Regions from separate parts of the Mus musculus genome. Here regions 1 and 3 are each linked to region 2. A link is a contact called in public Hi-C and HiChIP or PLAC-seq data. All regions are on one chromosome and are shown on one strand. The core of a region is the stretch at or near the end of the contact, and the rest is flanking DNA. Distances in the headings are between cores, read along the strand shown.

Region 1 (3,443 bases), core at 25-2,524, 140 kb after region 2:
CTTCCATGTTAAATAACCTCCTCCTGAAAGAATGGTCTTGCAGAGGTTCTGCCAATCAAAAGGCATCATACAGTACGGCTGTAGGCACTCAACCTGAGTTATGGTAAAGGCAGCCTGGACCCCATAAGTCAAAACTGACTCCTTCAATCTTTGTACAACCTTCCAATCCAGGGGTTCATGATACCATTGCCCCTGTTGGTCCTGAAATACTGGGATGACCCCTGCAACAGCGGGCACATTTTTCCAGACTTCTGCAGGAAGACTATGCTTTCCCCTTTTGTCTCCCTCATCTTTATAGGGGTGAGGAGAAGGCAACGGAGGGGCTGATGGTTCGGGCGGCCTACCACAACTCAAACTCCAGTGGGACATCTGACTACAGACGCCACTGTCACTATCAGTCCTGGCACTGTCACTAGTAGACCCCTCAGAGCTAGATTCCTTCTTCTCTTTCTTATCTTTGGTTTGTTGTCTAAGCTGTTTAGGTTTTCGGCTGCTAGCCTGAGAAGCAATCTCCTTAGCCCCCTCAAGCGCCTCTGCTCCTTCCTCTATTTTAGCATTGTACTTTCCACTGCTGTCCCTCAAGCACGCCCTGACCAAGACTCAGATGGTTAACATTTTTACTTTCATTTTAGTCGCAGTTGAACCCATATTACCGAAATTGCCTTCATCTCTATTCCTGAGAGTCTTAGTGCTCCGTCCCCTTTTTTCCGGGCACCTGACAGGCCTGTGCTTTTTTAAATTCCCTTCGTCTCTATTCCTGAGAACCTTAATGCTCCGTTCCCTTTTTTTCTGGGAAACCTGTCTTTACTGATAAAGCAGTAGCTGCTTACCAAAATTTCCCTACTGCTGCTTACTAAAATTTCCTTACTGCTGCTTACCAAAATTTCCTTACCACTGCTTACTAAAATTTCCTTACAGCTGCTTACTCAAAATTTCAAAGGTCTGTACTTTCTTTACTTACTGTTGCCAACCAACGGGATGAGTTCCCCGTACGGGCCACCACTTGCTGCACTCTCTGACCCACAGAGACAAGAACGACACAGACACCAAAGCGGGTTCATGTAGCAGCTTCTTTACTTGCAGCTTTTTCCCTTCCAGCTCTCTCCCCAGCTGCTTCTTCTTCCCCTGTCCTTCTTGCAGCAAGCGCTATACTCCTATACTCGGGGCACCTGACCTCATCTCGCTCCACACCACCTCATCTAATCAGAATCACACACGCTTCAGGCACAAGCTCAGGTCAGTCACAGATAGGCTGACAGATCCAGATCACGAGGAATAGTCTAGATTGGCAGGCAGCTTACGCATGCAGTTTTACTGCTCATGTTTGGGTAAGGCAGTAAACATGTGGGGTTCACGGGACCTGGCAATGGGCCAGGACACCATCTTGGCCCATGTGGCTGCACCTGCTTCCCACAGTTACAAACCTTGTCAGTAAAATTTGTAGTGCAATGGAGATGATGGAGAAGTGCCAACTGGAACAGATGTCATTCCCAACTTCATATCTCCAAATGCTTGAGGATTTAAAATCGGAACATAATTTTCACATAAACAATTATGAATTGCCAGAATTAGGGATTTGAGGAGAAGGCCTAGAGAAATCTTGAAAAATAAAGACAAATGAATGTTTGAGAATCTAATTTTCACAAATATGTGATGGTATAGGGTAGACTTTCTATCCATCTAAAATATCCCTGCAAAGTTATAGACATGGGTGTTTTCATACCAGCCTGTTGCATGGCTAATATCCTGCATTCATTCTTCTGGGATGTGGCGCATCATTGAGCTGTTTGACAGGAATTAGGATGGATCGTGTCCTTGGCATCTACTATGGCCTTTGTATAACCACATTTCAGAGACCTTACTGTCTATTGTCATACTACTTACCATCTTTAAGTCAGGTACTTGATTCCTAGCTGGGGGGGTTCCTCTTTCTTTAGTTGTAATGTATATGTACTTCTTGACATTCGCCATTGAAATAAATCCTATTTACTTTATCCTCTATAATTTGCTGAGGTCTAACTAAAAAACGAACCTAATTTCATAGCTGAGGTTATCAATAAATATTTATTATGCATTATTTATATGTATATCTAGTCTCATGCCCAGACAATTTTCTATATTGATTTTAGAAGTAATCTGGATTTAGTTGTAATTCTTTGGATAACCAGGATAAGAGATCAAACTTCATTATAGTCAGTCCCTTCAGCCCACTTGGTGGAGATCCCAGCTCTCATCTCATAAGCTCACTGTGTGATTTTCATGATAGAGAATTATAATATGGCCAAAAAGGCTGTGAAAATATCCAAAGAATATTGTAAAAATATAATATTCTCATGGAGGAAGTTAGATATAAGTGCTTCAGCAGAGATTAAAAAAAACATCTGAAATAGCACTAGCCTCTTCAGTGAAGAGTACAACATGGAGCATTGTGAAGTCCAAAGTCCTCCATGAGAAAAAGAAATGCAACCTACATAGACAAAATCAGCTCTAGATTTCCAGAGTTAAAAGTTGGATAATGGACCACACACATGAGGCCTTATTGGTCATTCAGTAATATTACTTACTTACTGCAGTCATTCTTTCTACATCACAACTGATAATTCATTTGTGACTTTAAATTTTACAGCTTTGGAAAATGTTTTTCTTGTAAATAAGCCTCCCCTTACTGCAAAATATGGGATGGCTTTTACTCTTAACAAATGAACATGGTCAATAATATAACAGTAGAGATTTTCTTTTTTAATTTATTATTATTTATTAATTATTCTATTCATTTACATCTCAAATGATATTTCCCATTCCACTACTTCCCTCTCCTCCTTCCCCTTTGCTTTACGAGAGTGCTCCCCCACCCACCTACCCTCTCTGTCCCACCCCTCCATCATCCCCTTTCACTGGGGCAGCAAACCTCCACAGGACCAAGGGCCTCTCCTCCCATTCATGTCAGATAAGGCCATTCCCTGCTACCTATGTATCTGGATCCATGGATCCATCCCTGTGCACTCCTTGTCTGGTGGTCTAGTCCCTGGGAGTACTGTGTTCCATTCCGATGACATTGTTATTCCTATAGGGTAGCAAACCCTCTCTGCTTCTCTCCTAGGGTCCCCGAGCTCAGTCTGATGGTTGGCTCCAAGCATCCACATCTGCATTGGTCAGTTGTTCTCTGAACCTCCCAAGTTGCAGTCCTCCCAGGATCCTGGATGCCCTGGTGGGGCAGTCCCTGGATGGCCTTTCTTCAGTCTCTGCTTCTTCTTTTTCTTTTTTCTTTCTTTTTTTTTTTTTTTTTTGTCCCTGTTTTTCCTTGGGACAGGAACATTTCTGGGTTGAAAACTTTGAGATGGGCATGTGGCTCCTTCCCACCGCTGGGGGCCATGCCTGTCTCCTGGAAGTGGTCTCTACAGGTTCTATCTCCCCTTCTCTGTTAAAATCATCCCCTTTGAGTC
Region 2 (3,516 bases), core at 601-3,100:
GCAACATTACGAAACCTGAAATCCACCACCCCTGGATTTATAACAGAGATGGGGGAGGGGGAAGGGAGGGGGAAGAAGGGAGGGAGGGAAAGAGGGAGGGAGGAAGGGAAGGAGAGAGAGAGAGAGAGAGAGAGAGAGAGAGAGAGAGAGAGAGAGAGAGAGAGAGAGAGAGATATGCATTACATACTCGAAGATGGGAAGAGATTGCTTCTGTGCTGCAAGGGAAGGGTTCTCCGTGATTCGCAGTCTCATATTCCTCAGCTTTGCAAAGGTTTCCAGAAACCGAATTCTCAATAAGCGTTAGAAGATGCATTGTCTGAATGTACTTCCATTATGCAGTTTATTGTCAAAAAAAAAAAAAAAAAAAAAAAAAAACCCTCAGGGAGGGCTGTATCCTGATGAACCTGCAGTTTCATCAGCACGGTGCAACCCCCTCCCCCAAACTTAACCGAGAGTATATCCTCCTACCTGTTGGTGTTGGATATCCCGACAGACTATAGCTTCTTCTTTCTATAAATTGCTGATTTTTTTTTCCTGAGTGCCTTGACTGAGCATCCAGGCAGGGCTCGGCGGCGCCTGCGCGTTGGAGCCTCCTTCAGCTCCAGCCGCGTCCTCCCCTGTCGCAGCGGCACCGTCTCCCCCAGTAACGCAGGGGCCGCGGCGGCGGCGGCGCGGTGGCGAGGGCGGCGGCGAGGCTTGCTCCGGCCTCCGCCGAGCCAGCAGGAACCCCTGCCTGTCTCCGGAGCAGGCTGGCTTTGCTTCAAAGTCCTGTCCAGTTCAGCCGGCCCCAAATCAGGCTTTTGTTCCCTCGAGGCAGCTTCGGAACTTTTCCCTCCCCGCATGCATTGGCAGTGGGGGGCTCGGGAAGGCTCTTCCCGGACCTCAGGCCCATCCTCTTCCCCTAGGGCAGCGCACGAAGCCACCGTGCCGCGGACGGCCGCCTCCGCCCCAGCTGCCCCGAACCCTCGCCTTCCCCAAACATCGTCTTCCTTTCTCTGTCAGGGTGGTCCTGCTAAGCATTGGATGCGCCTTGTAGAATTCTTCTCAAATGATTTTTCCCCCTGCTGATCTTTGATTTGGCACGCTAGCTGGGGAGAGAAAAAGAAAGAATGAAAATTAAAAAAAAAAAAAAAAAAAAAAAAAAAAGGAAAGAAAAAAAATTAAGCACAGTCAAAAATCTTGCCAGTGGGGGAAGAAGGGAAGCGGGTTGGGGCAGCCTTGTCTTTGTCAGTGGTCATCTGTTCTTGAAGGCACGCAGATCTGCGTTTAAGGAAGGAGAGGCTAAGTTCAGGCGACAAGTGCAAAACCGATCTACACTCATTCTACCTTCTCGAACGTGACTAATGGATCAGGAGTACAAAGATTTTACATGGCTGTTCCTCGCATCCCACCCCAAGCAACAAGACTCTCCTTTCTCTTCCAAGCTGGGATGACCAATAGGTTGCTGATGTCAAAGCGGTGGAGTGTATGAGTTTCCCCTTTCCCTTTTTTTGTTATTAGACATTTAAAAAATAATAATACCAGGAATATGATGAATACCGGAAACTTACACCAGTCCACAAACACCACATAGTCTGACACCTGGTGATTAGGAACGCCCCAAGAATCATCCACGTCTCGATTCTCCCATTTCCAAAGAGTTTTTGCGAGGGTGGGGTAAGATTTTAAACAACTACCCACTCTTCACCCCTTAAAAGCTAGCAGGCACGCTTTCATTAATTCCCAAGGTGAAACGTCTGCTTGTCTTCCTGCAAGCTTATTGCTTTATAATAATCTGTTAATGAAATAGAAAAAAATATCTCTCTACAGTAATAATTCGATCTCGAGACAGCAGTAAAATACCTCATCGCTGGGTGGTGAGATTGTGACATTCAGGGGAAGTCAAGCCAATCAGCATACAGATAATATAGGTTAATTTACATATTGTATTTCTATTGGATACATAGAGGTAAAATGTTTAAAGCTTAAAAATGAATACTTCACTGTCATGATGTCACAGTCGTTACACAAAGACCAACGTTAGTAATACTGAAATAATGTTGAATTGCCCTGATTTGATTGGAGATTTTTTTTAGCCAATTAAAAAAATAATGATTAGCTGTGGGGTGTGTGTATGTGTGTGTGTGTGTGTGTGTGTGTGTGTGTGTGTGTGTCTGTTCTTTTGGTTATCCATAAAACATTTGCTTAGGCATCTTAGGAGAGTCAATCCTACAACAATACTGGAAGTAACTTGAAAATATTTCCACCCAAGGGAGACACCCTGGTTTTTGTGAAACACGACTCAGAAGAACTCAAAACCATATGATGGGTACAACTTTTAAGTAAAATCTCAAATTTGTTTTTTATGAAACTACAGATTAATTTTCTACTTAAATTTTCTACTTCTCAATGCGTTTTGCAAAGAATGGTTGTTTGCTGAACTTTTAAGATTAAAAAAAAACTATATAGAAAAAGCGATTCAAGTAAGTTAACTTAAATATCCACCATTGACAAGTTGTTAGGTTTTTCAGGTTAAGAAAACATTTAAAAGTAAATGTAAAGGTGAAAATAGATTGCCAGACCACAAGGAATAATTCATTTTGGCAAAAAGCATAGGGCTAACTAATCTTATACTTTTTTTTTTTAATCTTTTTTTCTTTTCTTTTTTTGAGACAAGGTTTCTCTGTGTAGCCCTGGCTGTCCTGGAACTCACTTTGTAGACCAGGCTGGCCTCAAACTCAGAAATCTGCCTGCCTCTGCCTCCCGAGTGCTGGGATTAAAGGCGTGCGCCACCACGCCCGGCTAACTGATCTTATACTTTAAGAAGCATATATTGGGGCTGATGAGATGCCTCAGGGAGTAAGAGCACTGACTGCTCTTCCGAATGTCCGAATCCCAGCAAGCAGAGTTGAGCGGGGCTAACCGGAGCGAGCAGAGGATTTATAAATTCAATTCCCAACTCACACACACAAAATAAAAATAATAAAATAAAAATCTTAAAAAAGAAGCATTTATTGATTCCTTAAAGATAATAGAAAGTGATATGTATATGAAGAAGCCTTTTATACCAACTTCCAGGTATACTAGAGCAATTTTTCCTTTATAATTGAGTACAGTTACACTTATTTCAGGTCCCCCTCCCCCCAGTTATTAGATAAAAATGCCAATTTTTTTATTTTTTTTGGCTTGCAAGGTGCTCAAAAACTAGTGAAATAATTTTTAATTTAGTTCATTAATGCTACAGGAGAAAAAGCCAGATTTTGCATCTTTCAACAACAGGGGTTTTAAAGATATATTTAGTGGATGGACAAGGTTTCATATTAACAAGAAGTTCTCAAAAAAGTGTATCGATTACTGAAGATTTGTTCTCATATTGTAGGGTTACTGATCTCAGCTAATTTCTTTTTTGATTCCTTGTATCACCAAACATAGAAAAAAAATTTTTTTTTGAGTTAAGGTACAAAGCAAATGCAACAAAGTACTTTATACCTTAATCTTTGGGCTGAAAAATTTTTTGAAGTTATCCAACTAATTTGT
Region 3 (3,608 bases), core at 1,008-3,507, 200 kb after region 2:
CAAAGATATAATATGAAACAATTGTAAATTTTAGTGCCAAATCATGAAGAGTTATGATGGCAAATGATAGAAATCACAATCTGAAAGGTCTATAGAAATCATCCAATTTCAAGAGGACAGACAAAAGAAGTGTGAAGAAACAGAAGCAGTATGGATTCAAAGTCATGCTATGAAAATATTACATACACATCAATTATATAATTAATTGGACTCCAAGAAACAGGGGGAACATGGCTCAAAAGTCTTGAATCATTATAAAGACTAGATAGATTCATGAAACTTACAAATGCCAAAGGGAGTGTGAATGACCACACCCAACACAAGAAAAGTATTTGAAAATTCCAGTACCTTTGAGGGAAGACCTAGATACACTTTGTCTTAGTCAGGGTTTCTATTCCTGAACAAACATCATGAACAAGAAGCAAGTTGGAGAGGAAAGGGTTTATTCTGCTTACACTTCCAAACTGCTGTTCATCTCCAAAGGAGGTCAGGACTGGAACTCAAGCAGGTCAGGTAGCAGGAGCTGATGCAGAGGCCAGGGAGGGATGTTCCTTACTGGCTTGCTTCCCCTGGCTTGTTCAGCCTGCTCTCTTATAGAATCCAAGACTACCAGCCCAGAGATGGCACCACCTACAATGGGCCCTTCCCCCTTGATCACCAACTGAGAAAATGCACCACAGCTGGATCTCATGGAGTCACTTCCCCAATTGAAGCTCCTTTCTCTGTGATTAACTCTAGTCTGTGTCAAGTTGACACACAAAACCAGCCAGCACATACTTGTTCTGAAGTACACACCATAAATTTTGTAGACAATGGTTATAGTTGGTTTTGAACAGTAATTTCCACATTAAAATATTTCTTGGCAGCTATACAATCAGTTGACTATTCAGTGAAAGTTTTAAGAATTAGTTGCAGACAGGTACCAGCAATGCTGTTTCCATTTTAATTTGATTGTGCTGTTTATGACTATCTAAGCAAACATTAGACCAAAATTATCTTCTGCTTAACCTTGCTTTTGGAAACTTGTTCCATCATAATATATTACAGTCTATTCCAGGAGACAGTAAGTTTCAAGAGGGAATTCTTCAGTGTAAATAAAAGTAAAAGACAAGAAAAAAAAATATGTGAATTGAGATAAAGAAGATAATCAAGAGATACACTCAGAATGCCCTGAGTTTGGGAGATGCCACATTTTTCATTTTAGAAAAAGTGGGAAGAAATGGAAGGCAGGTTAATTATGTAAACAATCTCTTTTCAATAACTGAGCAATGTCAGTACACGATGCTACTGATGAGCATTGTAAAAAAAATTATACTCCAGTATATGTGAAATTAAAACAGTAAATACTATATAGCTTTATTCTTTCCAATAGTAAAATAACTAGATTAAATATTTTACCATTAAAAATTATTTTTGTGTCATAGTATGGATCATTGAGATTTTCCATTGTTAACCATTCTTATTCCATCCGTTTCTGCTATTGTTTCTATTATTCATTTTCTTGTGCTTAATTCAACTTAATTTGCTGTTTTCTTTCAAGAGGACAATGTAAAATAATTAATTCTTGAACTGTTCTTTTATGTATTCTAATATAGTGTTGAAGAGATGGCTCCGAGGTTAAGAGCACTGACTGTTTTTTCAGAGGTCCTGAGTTCAATCCCCAGCAACTACATATGACTCACAACCATCTGCAATGAGATTGGATACTCTCTTCTGGTATGTCTGAAGACAGCAACAGTGTACTCATATACTTGAATAAATGAATAAAATCTATTAAAAATTCAAATATAAACATTTCCTACTATAAATTGAATGTTATTACTGCTATCACTACATTTAGAGTATTGTTTTACTTTTATTTTCTTGCAAATATTTTCTCTTTGATGAATAGTTAGGAAACATGTCACTAACTCTAAACTTGGGGCTTGGAATTGTTCATATATTCTTCTGTTATTCATTTGTAGTTCCATTTTATTACAGACTAACATAGACTCAACATGCTTTCTTTTCTTTTTTTTTATTTAAACAATTTTAATTAGATATTTTCTTCATTTACAATTCAAATGCTATCCCGAAAGTCCCTTATACCCTCCCTCCTCCCTGCTCCCCAACCCACCTACTCCTGCTTCCTGGCCCTGGCATTCCCTGTATTGGGGCATGGCCTAGAACAGTGGTTCTCGACTTGTGGGTCACAACCCTATTGAGAGTAGCATATCAAATATCATGCCTATCAAATATTTACATTATGACTCAGTCATTACAGTAGTAAGGAAAGAATTTTATGGTTGACATAACCACAACATGAGGAAGTGTATTAAGGTGACTCAGCATTAAGAAACTTGAGAACCACTGGCTTAGAGGATAATCTATGTCGGTGAACATCCCATTGTGTTTTTAATAATGTCAGTTTTCTTTGATTAGGAAGTGCTAAATATTTGGATGTTGCACTAATGAACAGTGTTCTTCGGTCTTCCACACCTTCATGATTTTCTGTTCAAGTTTACTGTGTGATATTGAAGGCATTGAAGTCTTCAGTTACAGTTATTCCTTTATCTCCTTCTCTTTTCATTTCCAATACTGGATTAATAGTGACACATTTAAAACTAATTTTAGTAAGTACTCTAGAACTTTCAATGTGCATATGCAATATGACAGTCAGTCTTAGAATATTATTATACCATCTATGTATATATATAACTTAAGCAGCATTCAATGCTGAGTTACAATGTTCTTTCTTAATTTTGTGCTTTGTTTTATTTTGCTTCTGCATATTTCACATACATTATTGTGTTACTATTTTTGTGTTAGACATTTAAGTGTTTCTAAAGTGGCTGAAAATAATGTGTTACATGATAACACATTTTTTTTTAAATCTGGTTCTGTCTGTCTGGAATTCAGATTCAATAAACTTACCTTTTTAAGTCTCACTATCATGGGCATGAGGAGGAGGCACCTGGGAGTGTACATGGGTATGCATGTGTGTAGGAGGGGTGCTTAGAGGTGTGTGCATATATATATGTATATATATGACATATATAGATATGAAATATCTTTTTCAGTAATTTTCAATCTCAATTTTTAGTTTTATTTACTTCTGTGGTGTGTGTGTGTGTGTGTGTGTGTGTTTGTGTTAATATGTACTAGTTCCATGTGGTACATGTGAATCACAGAAGAATGTGCCAGATAACTATAGTTACAGGTGGTTGTGAGATGCTGTGTGGTTGCTGGAAAATAAAACTGGGTCCTCAGTAAGTTTCTTCAGACCCTTCTTGCTGTGTTTGAAGCAGAACCTTTCCTTTTAATGATTGGACCATAGCAATTTGGTAAGATCAATTTTCCATGGACCCAAGGGATCTTGCTCTTACCTGGTACCAGAAATCTGGATTCGTATCCTCACGCCTAGGTGACAAGTACAACTACAATAAATATTTAACCCTTCACTGATTTGAGCGAGGCATGTACAGTTTCATCTTAGAAATTTCATAATCTCCAGTTCTTGAGGTCTCTATTTGTGTTGTTGTTGTCGTCTATTTTCTCTCTTCTTATTTAGTTGAGAAAATTAATTTGCTTTAGCTCCAAGTTTATTGATTCTTTCCTTACTATATACT

What was found. A called contact is a pair of places that touch in the nucleus more often than the background predicts. HiChIP or PLAC-seq counts read pairs in DNA pulled down with a chosen protein or histone mark.
Region 1: a contact with region 2 is called in a Hi-C map of cerebellar granule neurons, with 2.2 times the contacts expected there. The contact joins the enhancer-like site here to the promoter of Gpr85 in region 2. A contact is called at or near these places in 1 of 39 promoter capture datasets (hippocampal neurons), 5 of 484 Hi-C or Micro-C datasets (brain, cerebellar granule neurons, cerebellum and 1 more), 3 of 115 datasets of contacts at active chromatin or transcription factors (bone marrow-derived macrophages, embryonic stem cells and neural progenitor cells) and 2 of 9 other capture datasets (adipose tissue and liver).
Region 3: a contact with region 2 is called in an HNF4G HiChIP or PLAC-seq map of pancreatic cancer cells. The contact joins the enhancer-like site here to the promoter of Gpr85 in region 2. A contact is called at or near these places in 3 of 39 promoter capture datasets (the C10 cell line, cranial neural crest and liver), 2 of 484 Hi-C or Micro-C datasets (cortical neurons and macrophages) and 2 of 115 datasets of contacts at active chromatin or transcription factors (bone marrow-derived macrophages and pancreatic cancer cells).

Annotation. Positions count from the first base shown.
Region 1 is chr6:13,981,482-13,984,924 of GRCm38.p6, forward strand. No RefSeq gene overlaps it. Among named protein-coding and RNA genes, the nearest start is that of Gm38767, 35 kb to the right of the region's middle. Within about 2 kb of position 1,275, at least 9 of the 459 cell types and tissues checked have an H3K27ac peak or open chromatin away from gene starts, as enhancers often do. A contact at or near this core is called in cerebellar granule neurons and cerebellum, where this site is marked.
Region 2 is chr6:13,838,092-13,841,607 of GRCm38.p6, forward strand. Gpr85 (G protein-coupled receptor 85) reads right to left here and starts at 1,851. Exons shown (of 3, transcript NM_001330667.1): 1 at 1,551-1,851; 2 at 469-1,088.
Region 3 is chr6:14,042,599-14,046,206 of GRCm38.p6, forward strand. Gm38767 (a long non-coding RNA gene) reads left to right here. Exons shown (of 4, transcript XR_868803.3): 4 at 1,596-3,608. Among named protein-coding and RNA genes, the nearest start is that of Gm38767, 26 kb to the left of the region's middle. Within about 2 kb of position 2,258, at least 25 of the 459 cell types and tissues checked have an H3K27ac peak or open chromatin away from gene starts, as enhancers often do. A contact at or near this core is called in pancreatic cancer cells, where this site is marked.